3 separate regions of the Mus musculus genome follow, and all the other regions are linked to region 3. Evidence: chromatin contacts called from public Hi-C and HiChIP or PLAC-seq data. All regions are on one chromosome and are shown on one strand. Each heading gives the region's core, a stretch centred on a gene start, on an enhancer-like site or on the middle of the called end of the contact. The rest is flanking DNA. Distances are from core to core; before and after follow the strand shown. Region 1 has its middle 72 kb from the start of Sp4. Region 2 has its middle 90 kb from the start of Sp4. Region 3 has its middle 48 kb from the start of Gm25577.

Evidence for each region. A called contact is a pair of places that touch in the nucleus more often than the background predicts. HiChIP or PLAC-seq counts read pairs in DNA pulled down with a chosen protein or histone mark.
Region 1: a BATF HiChIP or PLAC-seq map of CD8 T cells shows a contact between it and region 3, with 20 read pairs. The contact joins two enhancer-like sites. A contact is called at or near these places in 4 of 484 Hi-C or Micro-C datasets (CD4 T cells, Th1 cells, Th2 cells and 1 more) and 2 of 115 datasets of contacts at active chromatin or transcription factors (CD8 T cells and memory CD8 T cells).
Region 2: a Hi-C map of CD8 T cells shows a contact between it and region 3, with 2.3 times the contacts expected there. The contact joins two enhancer-like sites. A contact is called at or near these places in 1 of 15 datasets of contacts at CTCF or cohesin (CD8 T cells), 10 of 484 Hi-C or Micro-C datasets (CD8 T cells, CD8 central memory T cells, Th1 cells and 5 more) and 1 of 115 datasets of contacts at active chromatin or transcription factors (CD8 T cells).

The regions. Positions count from the first base shown.
Region 1 is chr12:118,371,879-118,375,548 of GRCm38.p6, forward strand. No RefSeq gene overlaps it. Among named protein-coding and RNA genes, the nearest start is that of Sp4, 72 kb to the left of the region's middle. Within about 2 kb of position 1,448, at least 34 of the 459 cell types and tissues checked have an H3K27ac peak or open chromatin away from gene starts, as enhancers often do. A contact at or near this core is called in CD8 T cells and memory CD8 T cells, where this site is marked.
Region 2 is chr12:118,389,613-118,393,333 of GRCm38.p6, forward strand. No RefSeq gene overlaps it. Among named protein-coding and RNA genes, the nearest start is that of Sp4, 90 kb to the left of the region's middle. Within about 2 kb of position 1,344, at least 9 of the 459 cell types and tissues checked have an H3K27ac peak or open chromatin away from gene starts, as enhancers often do. A contact at or near this core is called in CD8 T cells, where this site is marked.
Region 3 is chr12:118,455,189-118,459,152 of GRCm38.p6, forward strand. No RefSeq gene overlaps it. Among named protein-coding and RNA genes, the nearest start is that of Gm25577, 48 kb to the right of the region's middle. Within about 2 kb of position 2,528, at least 12 of the 459 cell types and tissues checked have an H3K27ac peak or open chromatin away from gene starts, as enhancers often do. A contact at or near this core is called in CD8 T cells and memory CD8 T cells, where this site is marked.

The sequences.
Region 1 (3,670 bases), core at 198-2,697, 84 kb before region 3:
CCTCTTTATCTGTTATTTCAGATCACACATTCCCTGGTGCCTGACACTTGAAGGTATTTCTCTAGGAGTCAATTTATTGTGCCTCCCGGGCCCCAGTAACTTCAGTTTGCTTAGAGCAATCTCACAGAAGAGCACAAAATGGGTTTGACATCTAGTAACCTGAACAGTTTAGCCTGTGGAAGAGTAGCTGTAAGCTGCAGTCTCTCACAGTGGTGGTTAATGACTAAGTGCTAACTAGCTGTGGCTGAGGTGCTGCGGCTAGAACATCGAGCAGAAAACTATGGCTCATCTGATGAGGTTTAGTGCTGAAGAGCATAGTTGCACCAGATCCCTAGTACGCTGCCTGTAAAGAGAGACCATTGCTTCTTCCCACACCAATCCTCCACACAGGGGATGCAGAGCTTGGTAGAACTGAAAGTTCAGCTGATATTTTCAATTCATAGACAGGGGTATCCAGGGCCCAAGGCTGGCTGCAATGTTACTATGTAGCGATCTTCCTGACTCCACCGGGAAAGCGCAGGTATCTCAGGCATGGTGTGCACGCCTGGTTTATGCGGTGCTGGGAATCAGTCTAGGTGCTGGGTTTGTTTCCCAACCGAATCATAAGTGCTAGGTTAGCACTCTATCAACTTAGCTATACCTAGCCTCAGTTTTTAGCTATCTCCAGCCTCAGTTTTTAATCTTTAACTGAGACAATCTCACATGCTCTCAGTTGCTGATTCCACTGCCTCGGGCTGGTATCAGTGCTGGGTTTGCAGGTGTGCATTACTACACTAGGCATGACTGAGTTCTTTACAAATGGAGAAATGTCACTGTACAACCCCATAAAGTTCGTCATGTTAAATGGTCAATGTGGACAGTACAGTCTCACATGGTACCTCAGGCCTACTAAGTAGTTGAGGGTGGCTTTGACTTCATACCAATCTTCCTGTTGCAGTTTCCTAAGTGCTAGGATTACAGGCAAGAGAACCATGCTCTAGGTAATGGGTTCAGACCACGTGACCTCGTCTCAAATAGAGAGCTCACTCTTTTCATTTCCCTTTAAACTGAAGATAGAATCCAGGGTCAGAATTTTGGATTTGAGTTAGAATTAGTAACTATTTGTATACACACCTTTTCCTTACATGGGCACCTCTATTGTTTTGCTGCAGTTAAATCATCAGCAAACCTGGGAGTATCTTGGATATGAGAACAAAGAGCTGAGAAAATGGATGGGTACGGTGGCACACACCTTTAACCTCAACATTTCAGGTGCAGGAAGCTCTCTCTGGGTTGGAGGTCAGCCTGGTCTACATAGCCAGTACCAGGCTAGCACCAGCTACATTGTAAGGCCTTGTCTAAGAACAGTAGCAACAAAAAGAACCAGGAAACTTAATACTGCAGAGACTACAAGATGTGGCTCCTCCAAGTGTCTCTTTAGATATGACACAGGCACACTGAACATCAAAAGGAAACAGTTCTGTTTGGAAGAGGCTACTCTCTGTTCTTTGTGGTTTATGTTTTAGGCAGAGACATGTTAGTGAGTGAGTGCTTCACACCCACTTGGTTCTATCTCATCCGTTTGTCCCATCCAAGCAGATGTGATATCCCCCCCCCACCCCCGTACTGAATTTAAATCTGCAGTTTAGCAGGAAAGGCACATGTGCGTTCGAAGAAGAAGGCAGATGGGATGATTGGAGGCGAACCAGGCCTGGGGAAGGAGTGGCTAAACCTTCACAGGGGTTTTCCAAGTATATCTGAGTAAGTGGAACACGCTCATCTCTAAGGGCAGCTTTTACATTGAATGAGTAGAGGAGGTGGAGGGTGTGACTGTGTTGAGACAGAAGGCTGACATTCCAGGGAGAGGAGACAACACAAGACCTTAAGGTGGAAAGTATATTTCCTTATCAAGGAAAATGCCCACAGTCATAGGGTCAGACATCTGCATTATTGTTATAAACCTGAGGATCTCAGCCATCAACTTGTAGAGTTAGTGTGCACCTTTCTGCTTTACAAAGAAGGCCACTGTTAAGCAGTGCTCAGTCACTATGTTGCCTTCTTTCTTTTGTTTCCCAGAATTTCAACATTGTGACATTTATTCACTATCAACTACTTAACTCACACTTGTACCACCAACCCTTGAGGTCCTGAGATGCCAATGAAAACAGATGAGCTTTGCTCTCCAGGCAGCCTGTGTGAACAAGAGCCATGGCATAACAAAAGGCAGGTCACTCCTGGCTTCAGAACCAGAAAGAACCAAAATATGACAGACCCTCCTCCACCCAGTCCATATCTTTCCCCCACCCTCCCTCATATGATCTCCTTCGCAAACTGCTTCTTTCAGGCTGTAATCCCTCCTAGGGATTTCTTAAGCTCTCCTTTATTTCAACATTTAATTTTTCGTTATTGTGATAAGAAGTATCATACACACGCACACACAAAATGAAGTTTACTATTCAAACCATTTCGGGTGTGTAATTTAATGCCACTGATAGATGTGTTCACACTCCTCTGCAGCAGATGTGTTCACACTCCTCTGCAGCAGATGTGTTCACACTCCTCTGCAGCAGCCTCCAGAATCAGTTCCCAGAATCTTTTCATCATTCCAAACAGAAATGTCTCAGAAATGAAATGATAACTATCTTTATTTCCCTTTCCTCACTGTACCTGGTAACCTCTATTCTACTTTCTCTTACTATGAATTTGCCTATGACTGGTAACTAGTAAAAGTGGAATTAGGTTTATTTCATTTACATATTATCTAACTTCATTCACATTGTGGTATGCATTAGGATTCTCTTCTTTTTAACGAGTGAATATTATTCCCTCATAGTCATACCATGTGTTGTTTACACTCCTTATGGAGATCTGGGATTGCAGGGTTATGTTCCATACCCTCACTGGCCGAAATCCCTTTATGACAGTTGTCAAAAAATTTTTTAAAAAAGTCTTTTAAAACATTACATCCCACACTCTAGGTCTGGAATAGATACTGTGACATAGGGAGGGTAGCCTTGATTGGAGCAACAGAAGAACACATATCCTAAATACTAGAGTCTTTCTGGCTGAGACCAGAAGAGGCTGTTAGAGATATCTGAACAGGAGAGTTCTGTTGAGGATACTAGCCCTGGGGCTAATTATATTTGATGTTAATTCCGTTCTCCGGTGAGGGGTTGTGAACAAGGAATGAGTCAGCACTCAGGTGATTTCCTGTAAACCTGCTTCCCACCTTAATTTGTAAAATAAAAGCTAGAGCTGGTGACTGGGCAGAGAAAAGAGGAGAAGGTGGAGTTGAAGGTTGGGGAGAGAAAGGGAGAGAGGACAAGGAGGACAGAGGAGGAGGTGGAAGAACAGCTGAGCAGAAGCACATGGCCTGGAGAAACTACAAGTTATATGGGGTCTCACAGATGGTGAAGATGATAGTGTAGTGGTAGATGTGCCCAATCTAGGTGCACAGCATGTATTCATATTAATTGAGTTGCGTTTTCATTGCTGGGCATATTTGGGTTGGAGATTTCCCGCAACATCGTTAAATAGAGTCTGTGTATCCCGAAGGCATCCAAGGTGGCTCTACATAATAAACTTCCAGAAAATCGGGACTTGATGCTCAGCTGCAAGGTCTGGGTTCTGACAAGAACCTAGATGAACCTGAAGAGGATTTGCCCTCAGACCCTGTGCTAAGCTCCAAGCC
Region 2 (3,721 bases), core at 94-2,593, 67 kb before region 3:
TAAGACCTAGACATGCTTTGATAACTGAGCCCCTCCCCCACATTCAACCTCTACTTTAGAAAGAATATATTTCCTTTCCTCACATCTAAAGCAATTAGCAGTATGACTTATCAGTCCTGCCATTTGCTATTTGTTTTTCTTTTTACCTCAAAAATTATCTTTCCTCATTTAAATCTTATTCTTCTTACATTTTATTACATTATCATTATCTCTTGATCAGTAGTCCATCTATCTATGGCTTTTGGATGTTGTTTTTATCAATTTCTCTAGGGATTATGACATAGTTCTTTATCACAGTTTATTTTAAATTAATATTGAAATATTTTGAGAAAATGTAGAGATTTTTTTTTTTTTTTTTAGAATTATTTATTTATTATATGTAAGTACACTGTAGTTGTCTTCAGATACACCAGAAGAGGGCATCAGATCTCATTACGGGTGGTTGTGAGCCACCATGTGGTTGCTGGGATTTGAACTTCGGACCTTCGGAAGAGCAGTCGGGTGCTCTTACCCACTGAGCCATCTCACCAGCCCGAGATTTTTGAAATAGCACATTTCCTTTAATTCTCTTGCTCTTAGTCACATTTATGTATGCTATAAGCCTATTTTCCTAATTAGTTTTAATTGTAAATGTGACAAAGTCTAAAGTCACTTAAGACAGAAATTTCCACTGAGGCATTGCCTAGATCAGATTGGCCTGAGAGATTATGTTGATTGTTAATTGACGCAGCAGCATCTAACCCACTGTGGACAGCACCATTCCCTAGGCAAGCAGTTCTAGGCCTTATTAGAAAGCTAACTGAGCATGAACCCGTAAGCAAGCCAGCAAGCAGCTTTCCTCCATTGCCTCTGCCTCAGTTTCTGCTAGAGTTCCTGCTTGACTTCTCACAGTGATGGGCTATAAAATGAAATAAACCCATCACTATTCTAAGTTGCTTATTGATCATGGTGTTTGCCATAGCAACAGAATAAAGCTAGATAAGAAACAGATATAATACTATAATTTGTGCTTAAAATAGTTCCATATATTTAAAAAAAATAGAAAAGATTTGTTATGGCTAAGTTGTGATACATTGAAGTTTAAATCTTGACATTTTAGAAGAATGTATATTTCAAGTCTTCAGTGTGGCATAAGTTAAGATGAAGTTATTTTGGTAGTTCCTAATCTAGCATGAACTTTTCCAAGTAGAGGAGACCCACATACACAGAAATCAGACCATGTAGACACACAAGGGAGAGGAGAGTCATGTTCTCTTACCACAAACCAATCCTATCACGCCACCATCATGAACTCTGAGCTCAGAACTGTGAGAAATGTCTGTTCCTGTCATTAAAGCCTCCCAGTCTATGGTAGTTTATTTTGGCAGCCCTCTCTTGCTGACACAGCTCCCATGTTTACCCCACCTATCTGCTATCTCTGGGTTTGATCATTTTTCTGGTGGTACTGGGCGTGTCACACAGGTAACATGTGCTAAGCCACACTCCACAGTTGTCCTCATCCCTTTGATGGATCCTGGTGGCACCCACTGTCATTTCTGCTCAGCATGAAGAATTGCTTTAGCTTTTCTTCTGGTGCAGATGCACTTATGTTAAATTTATTTTTTGTTTATCTAACAGTGTCTTTATTTTCTCTTCACTTTGGGAGTATGTTGTTGCTGGCTGTTGAACTCTTAAAGAGAAGCACATTAAATGTATCTTTCCATCGTTTTCTGGATTTGATTTAGAAGGAGCAAATCATTTATCTGTCATTATTTCCCTGGTGGGATGCATCTCTTACTTAATTTCTGTGTGCGTGTGCATAGTGTATGAATCTGTGCATATGTGTGAATGTGTGAGTGTACATGTATGTACATGTGTGTGTATGTATGCATTTGTATGTATGTGTGTGCATATGTATGCATGTATGTTTGTGCATGGTGTGTGTATGTGTGAATATGTGTGTATGTGTGACTGTGTGTGCATGTCTGTGTATATGATATGTATATGTACATTGTGTCTGTATGTGTGGGCATAATATGGGTGTACATGGTGTCTGTGTAGATGATGTGTGTGTATAGAGTATACATGTACATTGTGTGTGTGCATGTGTGTATATGATGTGTGTGTGCATATATATGTGTGCATGTTTGGGGTTGATATGTGTTTATACTGTGTCTGTCTATGTTATGGGTTATAGTATATACACATATGCATTATGTGTGTGTGCATGGTGTGTGTGTGTATGATGTGTGTGTATAGTGTATATATGTGCATTGTATGTGTGTATGGTGTATGTATGTGTGAGCATGATATGTGTGTACATGGTGTCTGTGTGTGATGTGTGCATGGTGTATATATGTACATTATGTGCATTGCATGGTGTTTATAGTGTTTTGTGGGAAAGTGAGTGTACATATATGTGCATGTGAAGAACAGGATAACTCTGAGTGTTGGTCCTTGTGTTCTATCTTGTTTGAGACAGAGCCTTTCTTGTTCACCACTGTGTAAACCAGGGTAGCACAAGCTCCCAGGGACTCTTTGGTTTGCACTAGGATGAGAGATGCATATTACTGTGTCTGATGATGACTGAACTCCTCACTCTGTATAGCAGGTGCTTTACACACTGCCATCTTGCTGACCTTGGTTATTCAACTTGGCTTCCAAACTTTCCTCTTAGCTTTTAGCAATCTATGGTAATTTTAGAATGGTTTTATATCTATTCTGCCTTGGATTTGTTGAACTTTTTGCCTATTAATATTTTCTATAAAATTATTTTTCTAACATTTTCTCTCTTCTGTTCCTTTGAGATACTTTCATTTATTATTTATTTATTTATAATTGGGTATTTTATGTATTTACATTTCAAATGTTATCCCTTTTCCCAGTTTCCCCTTTGGAACTCCCCTACCCTATCCCCCTCCCCCTCCTTCTATGAGGGTGCTCCCCCTCCCACCCATCTACTCTCACCTCACCACCCTGGCATTCCCCTACTCTGGGGAATCAAGCCTTCACAGGACCAAGGGCCTCTTCTTCTATTGATGTCAGACAATGCCATCCTCTGCTACATATGTGGTTGGAGCCATGGGTACCCCCTGTGTACTCTTTGGTTGGTGGTTTAGTCCCTGGGAGCTCTAGGTCTAGTTGGTTGATATTGTTGTTTTTCCCGTGGGGTCACAAACCCCTTCATCTCCTTTAGTCCTTTCTCTAACTCCTCCATTGGAATCCCCATGCTCAGTCCAGTGGTTGGCTGTGAGCATTTGTCAAGCTCTGGTAGAGCCTCTCAGGAGACAACTATCCTGTCAGCAAGCACTTCTTGGCATCCACAATAATGTCTGGGTTAGTGTGGGATGGATCCCCAGGTGGGGCAGTCTCTGGGTGTCTTTTCCTTCAGTCTCTGTTCCACACTTTGTCCCCCATATTTCCTTTAGACAGGAATCATTCTGGGTTAAAAGTTTGGAGATGAGTGGTGGCCCCATTCCCCAACCTAACCTCTGTATATGGTCTCTACAGGTACTTCCTCCCCTTTGTTAGGCATTTCAGCTAATATCCCTGTTGGGTCCTGGGAGCCTCTTGCTTTCCTGGCATCTGGGATGTGCTGGTGGCTACCTTCAGTTCCCCATCCCCCATTGCTACACACCTCTGTTTAAATTCCTGACCCTCTATATATCATCCCTGTCCTCTCCTCCCATACCCGATCCTGCCCCTCCTTTTCCCCCACCCCCTCCTCTGTTCCTCCCAAGTT
Region 3 (3,964 bases), core at 1,278-3,777:
ATTTGGTTTCGACAAAGCCGAAAGCAAGGATACTCAGGTTCTTTCAAGCATCTTCTAGATCAGTAACATCACAGCCAACGACTAAGATGACATCAGGACATTTAGTGGCTGCACTGTGGCACCTGCATGAGAAAGCAAACCTAGGAATCTCCAAGCCCCACTTCATGTTCAGAATCTCCATTGCACCTCTTGTACAGTGTATGATTTCAAACATACTATTCACCATTAGCACCCATACCAGACTCATTCCAAAATTAGCATTAACAATTAATTTTAATACCTCAGGCAGAGGTGAACAAGGAAACTGTCTCTCCTATACTTTCTCAGTGGGGGTTTTTCTGAAGTATCTACTGACTGAAAAATATTGCTGCCTTCAAGGCACCTCAAATCAGAATAAACCCTGTTTTATTACAAAACATAAATATCACAATAACCAATTGAGGGTATAAAGAAGGGCAAATGTTAGAATATCTGAAGATTTCTAATCAGAATGATTGAAGTCATACTTTCCAGCCTTAAGTCAGGAATTTATGGATGCAAAGACTAATGTGATTTTAATTCAAAATCCAACCAACCACACCAATAAATTCATTTCAAACACGTTAGACTAAAAGCTGACTGCCCTCTGGTGGGCTACTTTTTAAAATATTTAGTGTTTCTTAAAATGAAGTGCTTAAAATATTGTACAGTGGCATGAAATTATTTTACAATGCAATTTGTGAGGATAAAATTATTTGGGAAAGGGGAAGCATTAAACTGTTAAATACCTTTTTATCATATAAATTGAGTTTAGCTGATTTATGATTTTTTAAACTAAATTTTCCATTTGTGAGTAAATGTAGCTGACTTTTCAAATCTCAATTAAAAAACAGAAATAAAAGAAAATCATCTTTCTCATTTTCACTTCAAAATGTTGAGACTCTGATTCATCTTCAGCTGCTCATAAGCAATGGGGGAAAGTTACATGTTTATCAGGGTTGTTTCCGGTATACACCATTTTCATGTAATTTTACTGTCTGAAAAAGAAATGGCATAATCCTATTCCCAATAAAATGTATATTGATTAAAAAAAAAAAGCCTAAAGCTTACCATATCAAAGTACTAGGGCTAATGCTGATATAATATGGGGAAAAGTCAGAGGGTGTCCCAGGCACATGCTCTGGCCAGCCTGGGATCCGGCAGTGTCTCGCCCTCCTCTGTTTGCAGTTCCCCTGAATACTGGGGTGGGCTGAAATCTCCGAACGACACCAAGTCTGTCAGTTTTCATCTGTTTCGTGGGGATTTGCATGTTAACAGCCTCCCAGGCACTGCTGTACCCACTGTTAGCTTCAGCTCAGGATTCTGGCTCTGGTCATAAATTACTTCCTCAGCACCTGTGCCCCATCTTGAGTGAACAAATCCTGTTGAGCGTGATCGAATTCATGTAGGGACTTCAAATAGCCGAAGATGGAAGATACAGGAAAAATCTAAAGGCATATTATTTTAAAACTCTTATTGTCTTTGTGAGGAAAAATCAAAATGTGCGCCGAGCGATTTATCTGGGCGAGTTTCGTGGCTGCTGGCAACGACTCTGAGAGTTCTCCACATCCCTCCTCCCTTCCTTCTTGGTGACTCTCTTAGCAAGGCCTAATATTTTGTCTCTGGATTCCTTTTTTGAATTTGAAAAGGAAACTTACAAGAAAGAGAAGTCTTCTTTTAAGACAAAGGAATTAAAGATTGCAATCAAATCACAAACTCAAGTTAATTCTGTGGCTGTAAATACTCAGCTTTAGGTTAATAAGCACCTGTGCCATCAGTATGTCTGAACAAGTTCCCGAATACAGTCTTTCAGAAACGTTTGTAACACCCAACAACTGGAAGTCAAGAACGCAACGTTTTCAATTGCTACCTAAAAGCTGGGCAGAACAAGGTATCCTAAAACAACTATGCTTTTAAAACTAATTAGCATATGCAGTGACCTTAAAATGTAAAGATGTTACTTCTGTGAGACTAATTTTCTTCCCCAACCCAATAGGAAGTAAATGGAAATACAGAACGGAAGAGTTCTTATCATAGAATTACTGCTTTTAAATTTCGTGTGCGCGCGCGCACACACACACACACACACACACACACGAATAAAATTTTGTACCCCAGTATACTATTTTATAAAGGCTTGCTGGAACTTAGTTGGAAAGTGATAAAACACAAACTAAGCCAAAGTCAGCAAAAGTCAACAGTTGTGGCGGTTTTGTTTTCTGGTCTTTCCTTCTTGGAGGTCAAGGGATGTAGCTGTGTGTGTGTGTGTGTGTGTGTGTGTGTGTGTGTGTGTGTGTTTTCAAAGGAGGTTTAGTTATAGTCTTTCATTAAAAAAAAAAAGAAAGAAAGAAAAAGAAATGTAGACTCTACCTATTTAGCATCATTGCTCACGCCATGTTTTCTGGCAGTTCCCAAATAATACGAATAGAAACAAACCCGTGTAGAGTGTCCATCGAAGGAAAAGAAGCCTCCTTACCCAATGCTTTAGGCAAGTAGAGACTGAAAGACGAGCATGTTTGTGCGTGTATCTACTTAAATACTTACCATGCTACCATTCTCTTGGAGCTTGCAGTCATATGTGCTTTCTGTGTCCAGAAAAATCAATATTCTTATAGTTTTAAACGGGATTTTTTTCTCCCACGTCAGAAATGGGACTCTTCGACCGCGGCGTTGTGGCTTCAGATCCACAGGGTTGGGGTCCGCTCCCGCGCTGCGCGTTGCCTTTTTCATCAACAGAGGGCGCTCTGCGGTTTTCCAAGGATCCCGGCTTCTCTCACGGCCGAGCTGGGCAGCGGGCGAAGCATCAGTTAGCCGCGTTTGCAGGGTTTTTCCCCCCCATACCAGGCAGAAGCTCTTTCAACTGGCTAGTGTATGATTTATTGGAAATACTACTGATCACTGAAACAACATACGTGAATGAAAGGAAACCCCATGATTTTACAAAAGTCGGGTGACCGTGACATCTAAGGCTGCTAACTAACCCCAACCGGATAGTATTGGAAATGATCATAAGCATAGAACGCAGGCTGATACAGTCTTCACCTTGGGAAGCCAGGGCGACAGCTTTATTTACATGGCCTATCCCAGTCCTGAGCGCGCGAGTGTGCCTGGTTGTGTCCTACTTTAATATATTATACTCTTTTATACCTGATACTAGACAAATGAAATACATAATTCCTCGTGAAGTAATCTGCCTAGGTCCTAATTGACACATTAGGAGAGCTCTGAGAAGCTTTTTCTCTGCTGAAGGTTAGAGAGAAGATACCAGATGCCGATGCTATTAATTTCTCAACAGTCCAAAGCACAAAATTTCAGCTGAAAACTTGAGAGAATGAAAAAAGATATATTTCAAGAAAATTAGATTTTTCTCAGAGTATTTGTCCAAGATCTACATTTTTAGATGCATAATTTATTAGATGTTTCAACACAGAGAAGTAATCATAACCAGCTAACTCGAAGATTGCCAGTTACTATCCTTCCCGGCAAAGTTTTACAAATGTCTTAAAGCCACTGTGAAAGTCAGAGCAGCAACCCTAACAGACGCCAGAATCAACATATTTGACAGAAGTGCGCACGCCATCGTAGCCCATTATTTCAAATGAGAATGTTCCATCTCAAGATCCGGAACGATACCACCAATGACAGAATAAACGGGAATGTGGAAGTCAAACAGCATGACAGCAGCTACTCAGAACTAGAAAATAAGAGCATTGTAACGTATAGGTGTGCTCCAAGGTTCTCCTCTGAGAAAATGTGCTCCTCTGAGAAAATGAGCTCCTTTCCCACAAAGGGAAAGAAATGCCAGGTTTCCTTATGTTGAATGCATGTTTGTGTAATATTGAAGATGATGAAACAAATATTTAACAGCTAGGACAGTGCATTCCCAGCTAACTCATCCCTTTATCGCTTGCTGGTTGGAAGATAAGAACCATCCTCTTTCTTTTGC